Linked DNA regions of Pan troglodytes: region 2 is linked to region 1. A link is a contact called in public HiChIP or PLAC-seq data. All regions are on one chromosome and are shown on one strand. The core of a region is the stretch at or near the end of the contact, and the rest is flanking DNA. Distances in the headings are between cores, read along the strand shown.

Region 1 (6,816 bases), core at 3,788-6,287:
TCCCATATTATCCATCCATGTCTATGGAAGTAAAGAATAGGAAACATGAAAAATTCAAGTCATCTCACAAACTGGAAGTAAATAACATAAATTTATGAGTCCTAATAACCTAATATATATGCTTATGAATAATTTTCCATACTTCAATAGCTTATAAACTATGTTAAATTAAACCGATCATTAATGCCATTATAAATGGCTATACTACTACCATTTATCATTAAGGTACAAGACACTTATTTACTTGCCTGTTTGAACATTTTCTTGTATTCTCTACTGGCTGTTTCCACAGTAAATTTGGTACTGAATATGTTACACAATTTGGCTCCATAGCCATTTCGACCACCTGGGCAAATAAATATGAAACACTATTTTATTGTTACTATCTCATTGACAGCTTTATTTCTTAATCACTGGCAGAGCTATTCAATTATAGAGATTTATTTCCATATCTTTAACCCTCATGCCACAGACAGTCATTTAAATATATATATTTTTAGTAACAAATATGTTATTTCCCCTCAATACTCTACCTGTCACTTTCTTTTCATCATCATCATAGTTACTAGAAGTTAGGAGCTGTCCAAATATGAGAGCTGGGACATACATCTTTTCAACTTTGTGTTCAACAACAGGAATACCTTTTCCATTATTCCATATACTAATTAAATTGTTTTCCCTAAGAAAAAAAGATTGAAAATTGTATTGTACAACACATTAAACGAATGCTTAACATTTAAAAATATTTAAATACTATTATTTCTAAAATATGTATATTCAGGCTGGGCGCGGTGGCCTGTGCCTGTAATCCCAGCACTTTGGGAGGCTGAGGAGGGCAGATCACTTGAGGCCAGGAGTTCTGGCCAACATGTTGAAACCGTCTCTACTAAAAATAAAAAAAATTAGCCAGGCATGGTAGCGCATGCCTGTGATTCCAGCTACTTGGGAGGCTGAAGCAGGAGAACTGCTCAAAGTGTTGGGGTTATAGATGTGAGCCACCATACCCAGCCCTCAATTTTTTTGGCACTTTTCATATATACCTTCTGAAATTCAGCAGGAACATTTCCCACCATGCTTAGTTCCTGACATTCCTGAAATAGGAGTCAAGAGGAAAAAAAAACCTTTTCCAACACCTGAATAGACACTGATAATGTTGAAAAAATACAAAATTTTAAAGTGTTAGGATAAACAGAGGGAAATGATTTATGCCCAATGGAAAGAAAAGGACAATCTGGAAACATTATTATACACCACTCCCACTCCTTTTTTTGAGACAGCATCTCGCTCTGTCACCCAGGCTGCAGTGTAATGGCAGGATCACAGCTTACTGCAGTCTTGACCTCCTGGGCTCAAGCAATCCTCCCACTTCAGCCTCCTGAATAGCTGGGACTACAGGTGTCCATCACCACACCTGGCTAATTTTTAAATTTTTTGTAGAGATGAGGGTCTCACTATATGGCCCAGGCTGGTCTCAAACTACTCCTGGGCTCAATTGATCCTCCCACCTTGGCCTCCCAAAGTGCTGGGATTACAGGAGTGAGCCATCATGCCTATTATACCCCTTTCAAGAGGATCATCTATACATCTCTTGTTCCCACTCAACAAAGTACATAAAAACAGGCTGGGCGCAGTGGCTCACGCCTGTAATCCCAGCAATCCCAGCACTTTGGGAGGCTAAGGCAGGCAGATCACTTAAGGTCAGGAGTTCGAGACCAGCCTGACCAACATGCAGAAACCCCATCTCTACTAAAAAAAATACAAAATTAGTCAGGTGTGGTGGCATGCGCCTGTAATCCCAGCTACTCTGGAGGCTGAGGCAGGAGAATTGCTTGAACCCAGGAGGTGGATGTTGCGGTGAGCCGAGATCATGCCACTGCACTCCAGACTGGGCAATAAGAGCAAAACTCCATCAAAAAAAAAAAAAAAAAAAAAAAGGAAAACCAATATCAATCATAAACTGCCTTGCTCTCAAATAAAATGCTGAAAACTTATTTCAGTTATTTTAAGTTAATTCTTGGATGGTACTATATTTTAGTTAATAACTAGATATACATTATGGTTCTTGTTCTACATAGTACTTATTATCTATAAAAAAACTAATTAAAATTAGCTCAACTTTTTTTTTTTTTTGAGACAGAGTCTTGCTGTGTCACCTAGGCTGGAGTGCAGTGGTGCAATCTCGGCTCACTGCAAGCTCCACCTCCCGGGTTCATGCCATTCTCCTGCCTCAGCCTCTGGAGTAGCTGGGACTACAGGCGCCCACCACTACACCCGGCTAATTTTTTGTATTTTTAGTGGAGACAGGGTTTCACCGTGTTAGCCAGGATGGTCTTGATCTCCTGACCTTGTGATCCGCCCACATCGGCCTCCCAAAGTGCTGGGATCACAGGCATGAGCCACCGTGCCTGGCCCTAGCTCAACATTTTTTAAAGACTATGATACTGAGTCCTTAGGAAAATCCAGGTATACTTTGTCATAATCAATCAGACTAACAAAAAAGTGAAATAAGCACCCTGATCACCCACAAAGGGACACCCCGCATTTATAAGCAGAAATGTCAGATCAAATTATTCTCTACCACCACCTACTGGTTTACTGTTTGAATAGCATCATGAGAAAAAGTTAAAACTCCAGATGCCAGAATACTTAAAGCAATTACTGAAGGTGCTTGCTCAAATATTTAGGGATTAGGTGTCATAAGTTCCTGTAATTTATTTTGAAATGATCCAGAGCAAATAGGCCACGTGCCATGGCACACACCCATAATGCCAACACTGGAGGATTGCTTCAGGCCAGGAGTTCTAAGACCAGCCCAGGCAAAATAGCAAGACCCCTTCCTCTAAAAAAATTAACTAATTAAAAAAAAGATGGAGAAAATATGGAAAAACGTTGGCAACTGTTGGATCTAGGTGGTGGGTATCCATGGGTTTTTCATTTTAGCATTCTGCTTTTGTGTACTTTTGTCAACTTCTGTTTAGGAAAAGCCAACTTCACCAGTAATCAAAATACATGCAGCTAACAATAGCAACGAGCTACATAACAAAAACTAAGCAAAAGACGTACGGATCAATTGTGACTCTAATACAAGACATTTTTGGGTCCCTTTGTTTGTTGTCCGCAGCATTAACTGAAAGAAAATAAAATATACATTTGTAAGAAATTAGTGTTTTAAAAAACATTCTGTAACTCTAAGTAAGATATAGAAAAAAAAGTTCCCAAACAGCACAGGAGTGGCATTAACAAGGTGTTAATTTAGCAATTTTTGTCCATAGTACTGTTTCTAGGAGAAAGCTCAACCTCCTGGGCTCCAGGAAACCAGCTCACCTTTATCAACTAATTGAAATGACAGGAGCCCTGGCTACAGCAGATTTGGTAGAAATGATACTTTTTGTTTTCACTTTTATCTTTTTTAAATTTTTATTTGGAATGATACTTCTTACGAAAGATTTGACCAGATCTTTATATTAAAGGATTTACTCACCTAGAATCTCATCAAAGATTTTGTACAAACCAGGAACAAAAGTGACTTCCCTATAGTTAATGCCAACATCTTCATCGTAAACCCACATTTGCTAGAAATAAGGCAAAGAAATACTGTTATTTTTACTCTATATTCATTGTTCTGTTATCATGATTACCGTAAAGTGTTCATATTAAGTATTACCGTATTTAGGCCAGTTCCAGTGACACTCAGTACATGAGAGACACAGAAAGGTCACACTCAGTACATGAAAGGTACAGAAAGAAGAGTATCCATTTCAACTACTAGGTTAACTGCCTTTGATGAGCTTGATTTTACCTGGGTCACTAATTCCACAGAACCAATGTAGGTGTCTGGGCGGAGCAAAATATGTTCCAATTGTGTTTTCTTTTGATAGATTCTTTCAACAGACAGTCTTTTCTTAGCATCTTCATTTTTCTTTATTTTGTTGACTTGCATATTTTCATTTACGGGCTAGCAATTAAAAAAAAAGAGAGAAAGAAGGCAATTTTTAATCATAAGTTTACCCCAAACTAGGAACAAAATGCCTACCATAGTGAGATGTCAACACGCATTGCAATCTGTTAGTAGGCAGTGGTGGAGTTGACAGTTTTGTACAAACAGGACAATTTAAATTCGCTGCGGCCAGGTCCCCAGGTGTCAGGTTAAACAGACACATATTATCTCACCAAGTGGGTCTGTCTGGAAACCTCTTTTCTTGAGCAACATGGTAGATGTCATCAATAAAATACACCCACTTCTTTCAGTTCCTGCATACATTATTTACCGAGTGCCTATTATGATAAATTATTTACGGTGTCCCGAGCACACGACACCGTAAATAATTCCAGTTCGGCAGCAGCAGTTTGGGCGGCTATCCGTTCAATCCCTTGGCCACCTGAGCGTTGTGAACTCAGGAAGGGGGCGCTTTTGTAAGCTGGCCAGCTGCTGCAGAGAAACACTGTGCCAGGCTCTGCCCTTTCCAAGATCGGGGACATTCAAGACCGTTTTCAAGCAGAGGGCAGGAGGGGAAAGCATCTGTACGCGCGACTCAATAACGTCGCACCCGGGCCGCTGTAACATGGATCCACTACGGGACCAACGGACTCCTGCCCCTAGAAACAGGGCAACAACGCACGACACCCTGGAAGCCGGGTCATACTTCACTACTAGCACCAGAAGGGGCTTCCGCCTCTCCACGATCACCCCGGAACCGGGAATGGAGAATATGGGCTCCCAAGCCGGTCGCCGGCCTGACCGCAGCCCCGGAGCTTCACCCGTCACGGGCGGCCAGAGAGATGCCCGGGCCGCGCTGAGGCTCCACCGCCAGTCCCTCCCGCGAGCCGTACCTGCAATGGTGACACTTCCATGGTGACGGTCGTGAAGGGGTTCGAGAACCCTGAAAGCGACTAAACAGGCAGGACCCCACGAGACCACCCTCGACCAAGCCGCTTCTCCACAGACGCGCGTCGGTTAGGAGAGCTCCACTTGAACCTTCCTTTAGCCCGCCCGAAGCAGACCAGCCAATCCCTGACTCGCTCTCATCGTCTCCTTCCAGAAGAACCAATCGTAGCTTGCCTTTTATATCCACCTATGAACGGCTGAGTTGGCCGGGGTTTGTTTGAATAAACCAGTCAGGTTAGGGAGGCGGGACTAGAGAGGCTTCAAAAGGCACCACTCGGCGTCATAGCGGAGAGATTGACAGGGAATCTGGCCAATGAGAAGGGCTCACTTGTTTTCTCGTGCGGAAAGCTTGGAAGAGATGGGCTTTGGAAGCGGGAAGGGGTTGCCTGAGGCAAAAGTGTGCAGGTGAAAAGCAAAGGATGTTTATTCTCCAGGAACTGCCAATCTATTTAAGATCCCTGAAATCTAAAAACTGTCCTCTGTTCTGACGTTGTTAGCGAGGGGAATGGGAGCCTTAGCTTCGTTTTCCTGAGGAAACTGAGTGCCGGCTTTCTGGACAGGCAGCCTGGCTGCTTGGTTGAAGCCAACAGATTCTGGCATCTGCCTCAACCCCGCCCCCTTTACCCTCGAATTCATTTTTCAAAGAAATAAAAGTAGGCTGTGTGCGGTGGCTGGAGTCTGTATTCGCAGCACATTGGGAGGCCGAGGCGGGAGGATCGCTGGAGCCTAGGAGTTGGAGACCAGCCTGGGCAACATAGCGAGACCCCGTCTCTACCCAAAAAGGAAAAAAAAAATAGCCGGGCGAGGCGTCGCACACCTGTAACTCCAGCTCCGGAGGCTGAGGAGGGAGGATCGCTTGAGCCCCGGAGATTGGAGATCGAGGCGCCTTGAACCGTGATTGCTCCACTGCACTCCAGCCTGAGTGACAGAGCGAGGCCACCTCAAGAGATAAATACATAAATAAATAAATAATAAAAATAATTAAAATAAAAGTGCCACAGTTGTGGTTTGGGGGTTCCATATAATGGAAGGATGTAGAAAGGCTTTGCAAAATGGAGGGCAGCATTCAGGTCCCCAGTAGAGCAGCGCTGGACAGCAACTGGTAAATCGAAAGGGATAACTTGTGGTGGTAGCCTCTTGAGCTGAGGGTGGGCTCAGCCATCCGGGGCTGAAACCTTTTCCGCAGCCAGCTGGCCAGATGCCCTCCGACTGGCTACTTTTGCTCACCTCCGTGAACCCTGCAGTCCAGAACAGCTGTTCCAATTTGACAAGGAAATGCCAAGACTGAAGTTTTTTTGTTTGCTTGTTTTTTTGTTGCTTTTTTTTTTTTTTTTTTTTTTTTTTTTGAGATGGAATCTCACGCTGTCGCCCAGGCTGGAGTGCAATGGCGCGATCTAGGCTCACTGCAACCTTCACCTCGCGGGTTCAAGCGATTCTCCTGCCTCAGCCTCCCGTGTAGCTAGAATTACAGGCGCCTGCCACCACGCCTGGCTAATTTTTGTATTTTTTTAGTAGAGACAGGGTTTTGCCATGTTGACCAGGTTGGTTTCAAACTTCTGACCTCAAGTGATCTGCCCGCCTCAGCCTCTCAAAGTGCTGGGATTACAGGTGTGAGTCACTGTGCCCGGCGAAGACTGAAGTTTTAAAATTACTCTTAGATATAAATGTTTGAGTGGATTAAACAAAGTTATTACCCTTACAAGAAGCCAGAAAAAAAAAAAACTGCACAATTTGAGTGCCTACTAATTCCAGCTGAGCCACCTCTTTCCATTCATTGCTTCCTTCCTCTACCTGGGTTTCAGTCCCAACTCAGCAATTTGCCATTCGTGTCATTTCGATGGAGGAAGCCTCTCGGTGCTTCCGTTTCCTCTCCTAAAAAGAATAATTAACTATGATCTCAGAGTAGTGTGAGGGTTACATGAGAGAAGTGT
Region 2 (6,751 bases), core at 256-2,755, 110 kb before region 1:
CACAGTGGGGGGTGAAAAAGCTGGAGTTAATGAAGACCAGCTGCTAGTCTGGGTTCTGCCTACAGCTAGCTGGAGGCCAGCCTTTGGTGGTGGTGATGGGGGGGTGGGGTGACCTCCATCCATGGGCACAAGGATATCCTGTGACAGCTAGGCTTGTGCTTCTCTCTGAGCTTAGTTTTATCCTTAGTTTATAAGAGAGTATCTGTTTCCTTCTTCCCCTACTCCTCTCCTCCCCAAATAACACTCAGCTCTTATTGAACTTTATAACTGTAGTGGTGGCCCAGCTGAGATCTGAGGATCTCCAGACCCTTTTGTAAACACTCATTAACTGCCTGGGAAGAACGAAGAGCCCTGTTTAACAGCTGGGAGAGAACTGAGGCACATTAGGGTGAAAGGTTTGACCTAAACTCACCCCATGGACTCCACCCTGGGGCCTTCCATCCTTAGTCCAGCTCCTTTACTCAGTTCTTCCTGCAAGACAGAGGTGGAGGCATTGCTGGTGTCTTCTCCCCTTCTAGGGAGAGGCCATGCCCTCTCCCCTCAAGTCTGTCGCTGACTTCCTCTGGCCCTTCCCCTCATGACGTTTTCCCTGCTCTGCTGCTAGAGATATGTGCAACTCTCCTTGCAAAATGTTCTCAATCCACAACTTCAGAATTCTTATCCAGCTTTCTCTTGCCCATCTAGCCCACCAAATCTGAATTCTCCCTTTTGAGCTACTGAGAAGACTGGCTATACTAAACTGAATCAGTGACCTTGAAGTTGATCTGCTGTATTGAGGTCCCTCTGCCCCTATATTTATCCTAAATGGTATCTAGGAAAATATTCTCTCTTTAACTTGTTTATTCTGGTCATAAAGATTCGGGACATTACTGAGGGCTGGGTAGGGGCACTAGTTGACCTCTAGGTTCTACGTCCTGTTCTTCCACTGACAATTACCATTTCCAGTAATAGATGTAACCCAAAGTTCTTTTTTGTTTTTTTCTCCTTCCCTAACCCCACCTGTTTATACTCTTGCCTATATATGTATATTTGCAGACCCCACACATTCCCAGATACACATACATTGGTCCTACATGTTTCCCCTGTTTCCAGCTGCCATCTAAGTGAGCCTGCACTTTTTACATGCTGAAAATCTTTTTTCACATTCTATGGCCTCCTAGGCCCTTGGGAATAATTGGGAGGGATGAAGGGACTCCTGCAGTCCATGAGGAAGAGGACAGAAGTGAGCGCCCAACCAAAATAAATGCTCCCTTTCCAAAATCTCTAGCTGAATGTCTTAGCAGGAGTGGCAGGGAAAGAGATCTTAACCCCACCTCCAGCACCAAAACCTAAATCCATCTGCTCAGGGCAGGCAGGAAGAAATGTCTATTTTCTCCTGTTTCAGGTCATCCTATCCTCGAGTTATCCATATGCTGTGTATTTGAGACAGGGAACTGTTCCTGTCCCCAGCCGATGACCAGACGCCCATCTTTCTTCCAGTGGGTTATTTCTCCCCCATCAGTCCTTCGCTCTGCGCCCGCTGACCCAGTCGGGGCTGGCTGGTGGAAGAGGGCGGGGAGAGCCTTCTAGTTGGCGAGTGGGCTTTAGGACCCAACGGGAACCCGTGCCTCTTGCAGCAGCCTAACCCAGAAGCAGGGGGGAATCCTGAATCGAGCTGAGAGGGGTTCCCCGGTTCTCCTGGGAACCCCATCGCCCCCCTGCCAGCACACACCTGAGCAGGTAGGACCATGCACACCCCTTCCCAATTCTTTGGCCGCCTTTGACCCCGGCCTCTGCTTCTGATCTAGCCATTTCCTTCTCGCCAGTTCTGGCTTTCCCCATCCCTCCTCTCCCGTCGCTCACTGTAGTCCTGGGAGGTGGGAGCCTGGGAACAGTGGGGTGTCTGAAAGCTCAGAGCCCTCTGCACCCTCCAGCACCCTTCCTGCATTTCTCCTGAGGCAGTTCCCGTTCTCTAGATAAGAGTGGGGAGTAGGGGGAAGGTCTGCCCAGGCCCCACGCCCTTGCACCCTCCTTTGCGGTATTGCCTAATACCCCTTCCCCCACCTCACCTAGACTGGAGAATTGGCAAGTGCTGAGGTAACAGAGAGAGGAGAGAGCCAGAGAGGGACCTGAGCTTTCCCAAGGGATTTCTTTCTTGCTTCCTCACCCAAAGAGCTCAGGACTTTGCCCCTACTCCCTACACACCTCGTAGGGGAACTAATGTCCCCTTCCAGGTTCATCTCACACTTGGGTGGCTAAAGGCTTTGCTAGAGGGTAGTGGAGGTTGTGAGCATTTTGGTGAGCTTTTCCTCTAGGAAAGTTCTTTCAGCTTAGAGCCCCCATCCATGTCAACATCTCAACACCTGCTGCAGAAGCCCCCCGACCCCACCCGTGTGTGTGTGTGTGTGTGTGTGTAGGGACAATGTGGTTGTAAGATCTAGAAGCTTTGGATAGAGGTGGCTGCATGCATTGAAGGGGAGGGATACCAGAGTGTGGCCCAGGCCAGAACAGGCTCAGTCCAGATGGCTAGGGAAGGGGGTGTGGACCAGATTGAGGAGGTCACCCAGCCTTGCCAGCTCCCTGAGCTCCTTGGCTTTCAGAATCTCAGGTTCCTGGTGTTTCTCTAGAGCTACAAGGTCCCCAAGCTTCTGCCCCGCTACAGGCTCTCTGGGAGAGGGCTAGATGGCACCTACTGTTTACAGTGGCTTATTTTTCTCTCCTGTGGTGGGCAGACAGGCCCTGCTCTCTGAAGATCTAGGGCATGTCATTCTGGTTTGGTGGGTTTACAGGAAGGGTGTACACCTTGTCTGAGTTACCATGTGTGAGTGTGTGTCTTGCTTCTGGGGGTAGTAGACTGGGGAGGGGGGTGATAGAAGAGACTGGTCACACTGAGGGAACTCCTCTAGCAATCAATGTATGATAGGAATGGGTGGCATGTCCCCATCTGGTAGCTCTGTCTAGGTGTGGGGTGTGCTCTGCATTCTTCCATGGCTCCCCGGGTCCCCTAAAGGTTGGTTTTAGAGGACAGGGTGGATAATGAATTGGCTTCAGACTTCGTTCTGGTCTTGATCCAACAAGGAAAGTAGAGATTCTGACTGTGAGCAGTGGACTAGGAATCAGAGGCCTGAACTGGAGACTTAGACTGGTTACTTAACTATATGTGTTTATATAGGTCTTCCCCTTCGCTAAGCCTCAGTTTCTCCATTTGTAAAAATGGCTATCAGTAGCAAGCAGGGACATTGCCACTAAAACCACACAGACAATGTATCGTAAAGCTCACTGCAAACGGTAGTAATGGCTGGGGGAATCTAGGATGGAATCCTCTTCCTAAATCTAGGTCAATCTCTCTGCCTTTAGTTTTCTTCCCCCATCCTTTGCCCATCTGGGGGATGGAGGAACTAGGCAGGGTTATTGCCCCGGTTACTGCAGAATTCCCCTAATGCAGGTTGTAGCTGTTACCAGAGCACCTGTGGTCACAGAGTACAGATCTCTCCACCAGGCATTTCTTCCTCTGGGGCCCCATACTTGCTCCCCTGAGCCATGTCTCCACCTTCCTTCTGCCATCCCTGCTTGGCGTCCTTGTCTCTCTCTCCCCTGCCCAGTGGCCTCCTTGTCCGGCTCACTGGGCAGGAGCCCTAATCGGATTCGACAGCTGAGATATGTGTGGCGGCTAAGAGCAGGCAGGAGGGAAGCCAGTGGGAGGATGGTATGAGGACTGCCCCTGGCACTGCCCCGGCCTCCCAAGCACCACCTTGGGTCTGCTGATTTCTTACTTGGCTTGGCCCCAAGGAAGGGGTGCCAGAGGAAGCTCAGGAATGAACAGGCTGGGGTCTGGAGACTAGGAGAGGAGGAAACACACCAAGGTCCTCAGGACCTGGTTGATATTCGATGACCTTAATGTCAGTGTCTCTGACTCTGACAAGGAGGAAAGGACAGCGATGAGCCAGGCTGACCCCCGCCACCCCATTCCCATAGCCCCACTTTCTTCTCTCTTCTTGTTCAGAAATGTTTCACTTTGCCTCATCTAGCCCCTTTGGCCAGTACCTCCTTGTGGGTCACATCTGGGAGCTTCTGGGGGTGCCACATGTCTGCCTCAATCTGGGCTGTTTCCTCCCCTCCAAGGTATTTCACTGTCTCTGGGCTGGGCGCCAGGACTCCTGGGTTTCCCGCCTGCCTGTGGTGCAGGGCTCCCCTGCAGGGCTCCAGAGAGTCGCTTAGCTGGTTTCCTTCCTCCTTTGTGGGGAGGGCCTTCCCCTAGGGCTGGGAGGTGTCAGGAATCCCAGGTGGGACAGGGGTGGGGGCACAGTAGCCTCTGGCACTGTAGCACCCCAGCTTCTCCCTCCTAGCCTCTGACTCAGCTTGGGGGCAGCACATGCCCAGCCTGGCAGGCATGGCCTATTCTTGCCTCCAGGCTTCTCTCTTTACAGAAGCCTACATCTCCTGCTCTCATTTTTTAGTTTTTTTCCCCATGATATCTGCGGGTGGCTAGTGAAATCCCTGGTTTTGGGGAGCAAGGGACTAACATAATTGAGGCTGGGGCACTATTTTGTCTTCCTTCCAGTTGGGCCAGGATGAAGGAGACTGTCACAAACTTCCCCAAGCCAATTCCTTCTGCCCTCAAAAGACCAGTCAGTGGAGCCAGGCCCTGCCCTCTGGGTGCCCACAATGTGGTTGGCACTGATTTGTCAGAAATTGGGAAGGTTTCCCTCTAGACCGCTTGCCTCCTTTCTCCTCCTCCCGCAGGGTAGGGGCAGCTCTGTGATTGCAGGCACTTATGGGCAGGCCTCCCCCTAGGGAAGGGGTGTGGGATGCCCCCAGGATGGCCAAGTTGGCGCTAGCCCCAGGCTGGAGTGCTGGACATGATTCTGACCTGGGAGTTAGTGGGGGTAAGGCAGGGCATGGGCCTCCCTGCCCCCCTCATTTCCTGCTCTTTGGGCAGCTGTGGGCGAGAAAGGCTGCAGGGACTATTTTTAGTTGGTCAGTCCCCTGGCAGGAGGGACGTGCAGAAAAGCACGGGGCAGGCAGAGGGGCTGGCCAAGGTGAGGGTAAGCAGGCAGGCAGAGGAGTGAGGAAGGGCCAGAGGGGCAGAAGACAGCAAGGAGGCATGGGGAGCAGGGGCAGGACCTTACCCAGAGGGGCCTGACCCAGGTAGATGGGCCGGGCTGGACTGGGTGGAAGAGTCCTGGCACCCTACAGGGTTTTCTTTATCCAGCTGGACTCAGAGCTGGAAGGGGTTTTAGAGGCTACCTAGGCAATCCCTTCCCCTTGCAGAGAAGGAAACTGAGGCCTAGAGAGAACACTCAATCAGTCATTGGCTGTGTTGAGACCTGAACCCAGGCCCTCCCTTTGCACCATTTTTCTGTTGTCATGGTTCCTCACCACACCTCAGTGTGCTCCCCTCCCCTACTGCAGCAAGGAGGACCATGAGCCAGGCACACCTGGTCCATTTTCCCATCTGCTTTTTTGTGCAGGGTCTCTGAAAATCCCAGCTTGGTTTGTTTATAAGTCTCCATGTGGAAAGAGTCTGTGTCCAGGCTAGAAGGAGGTCAGAGTTGGGTTTGTTTGGGTGGCCTGTGGCCACTGGTGTGAATGGAGCTGCTGGACAGGCTCCAGCAGGCTCACAGGCTGGTGAGCTGTGGGGCTAGGAGACACCTTACAGAAGGGACGTCCAGACTCCCCAGAGCCCTTTGTGAGCCCTCCTCCTGCCCTGCCCAGGACCTGTGGGTCATGGTGGTTGTTTGCCCATCTCCCCAACAAAAGAAGGGAGCAGGGCTGAGGAGTGGGGAGATTACAACTGGCTTCTGATCGCTAGTCAGAAGGAGGCCCCCTCTAAGGCCTGGAGGCAGGGAAAGTTGGGGCAAGTTGGGGTGTGTATGGGGAGAAAACTCAATGGAGAATTGTGGTCCCTCAGAATTCAGTCTGCTTTCTGTCTTCTGCCTCAGGCTCTCCCCACAGGCCACCATGCTGCACAGCTGCAGGGGGAACCATTCCATAGACTATGATGTGAATGGCACCCCCTGGGGTTGTTCAAGGCCCTGCCTGTGTAGCCACACATGGTGCATCTGTCTCCCACCTTCTTCCTACAAATTAGTTCAGACCCACCTGGAAGGAGGTGTTCCAGACAGGCCTTAATCCAACACCCTCTCCCCTACCCTGCCTCATGCCACTCAACATCTCCTATTCCTCTGCTGCCCACCCCCAACGCACCAAGCAAGTCATGGTGCACCACCAATTGTGGTTCAGGAGCCCCTCCCCTTCTCTCCACGCAGTTTCTGTGCCTCTTGGGGGCTGATTTATCATACCCCCCATCAGGCCTACTGCGGTGTGTGAGAAATCAATAGTGCAAATGGATTGAGGCTGTTTAGCCTGTCAACTCTCCTTGGGCCCCACCAACTCTTCTGGGACTTGCGGAGTTGCTCAGTCCCCTTCTGGCTCAACATACACATATTTAGTGGTTGTAGCCAGAGCACTGAGCACAGGAATTATTCTTTCTGTTGGTCTCTGTCTCATTCTCTCTCATATACTAGGCTGATCTTAACATGACAAATACTCTTGAACATTTATTTTCTAGCTTGGGTGGAGGGGCTTAATAAGGGCAGTAGGCTGCCAGCCAGAGGTAGGAAGGGAGGCAGGTGGGTGAGGGATACGGCGGGTGGAGGGGTGGGGTGGGGGTGGGGACTAGCTGGGGAAGGGATTGGGTGACAGCCCACCCCATCAGCTCTGGTAACTCAATCCCTGCACCCCACCCTCCCAATTTCCCTCCTGCTCAACA

Evidence for each region. HiChIP or PLAC-seq counts read pairs in DNA pulled down with a chosen protein or histone mark.
Region 2: an H3K4me3 HiChIP or PLAC-seq map of stem cell-derived excitatory neurons shows a contact between it and region 1, with 4 times the contacts expected there. The contact joins the promoter of RARA here to the promoter of TOP2A in region 1. A contact is called at or near these places in 1 of 7 Hi-C or Micro-C datasets (stem cell-derived neural progenitor cells) and 1 of 1 datasets of contacts at active chromatin or transcription factors (stem cell-derived excitatory neurons).

The regions. Positions count from the first base shown.
Region 1 is chr19:27,686,130-27,692,945 of NHGRI_mPanTro3-v2.0_pri, reverse strand. It overlaps TOP2A (DNA topoisomerase II alpha), which reads right to left and starts at 5,037. Exons shown (of 35, transcript XR_010153227.1): 1 at 4,831-5,037; 2 at 3,800-3,955; 3 at 3,482-3,572; 4 at 3,064-3,127; 5 at 534-679; 6 at 249-346; 7 at 1-21.
Region 2 is chr19:27,791,562-27,798,312 of NHGRI_mPanTro3-v2.0_pri, reverse strand. It overlaps RARA (retinoic acid receptor alpha), which reads left to right and starts at 1,505. Exons shown (of 9, transcript XM_016931848.4): 1 at 1,505-1,719.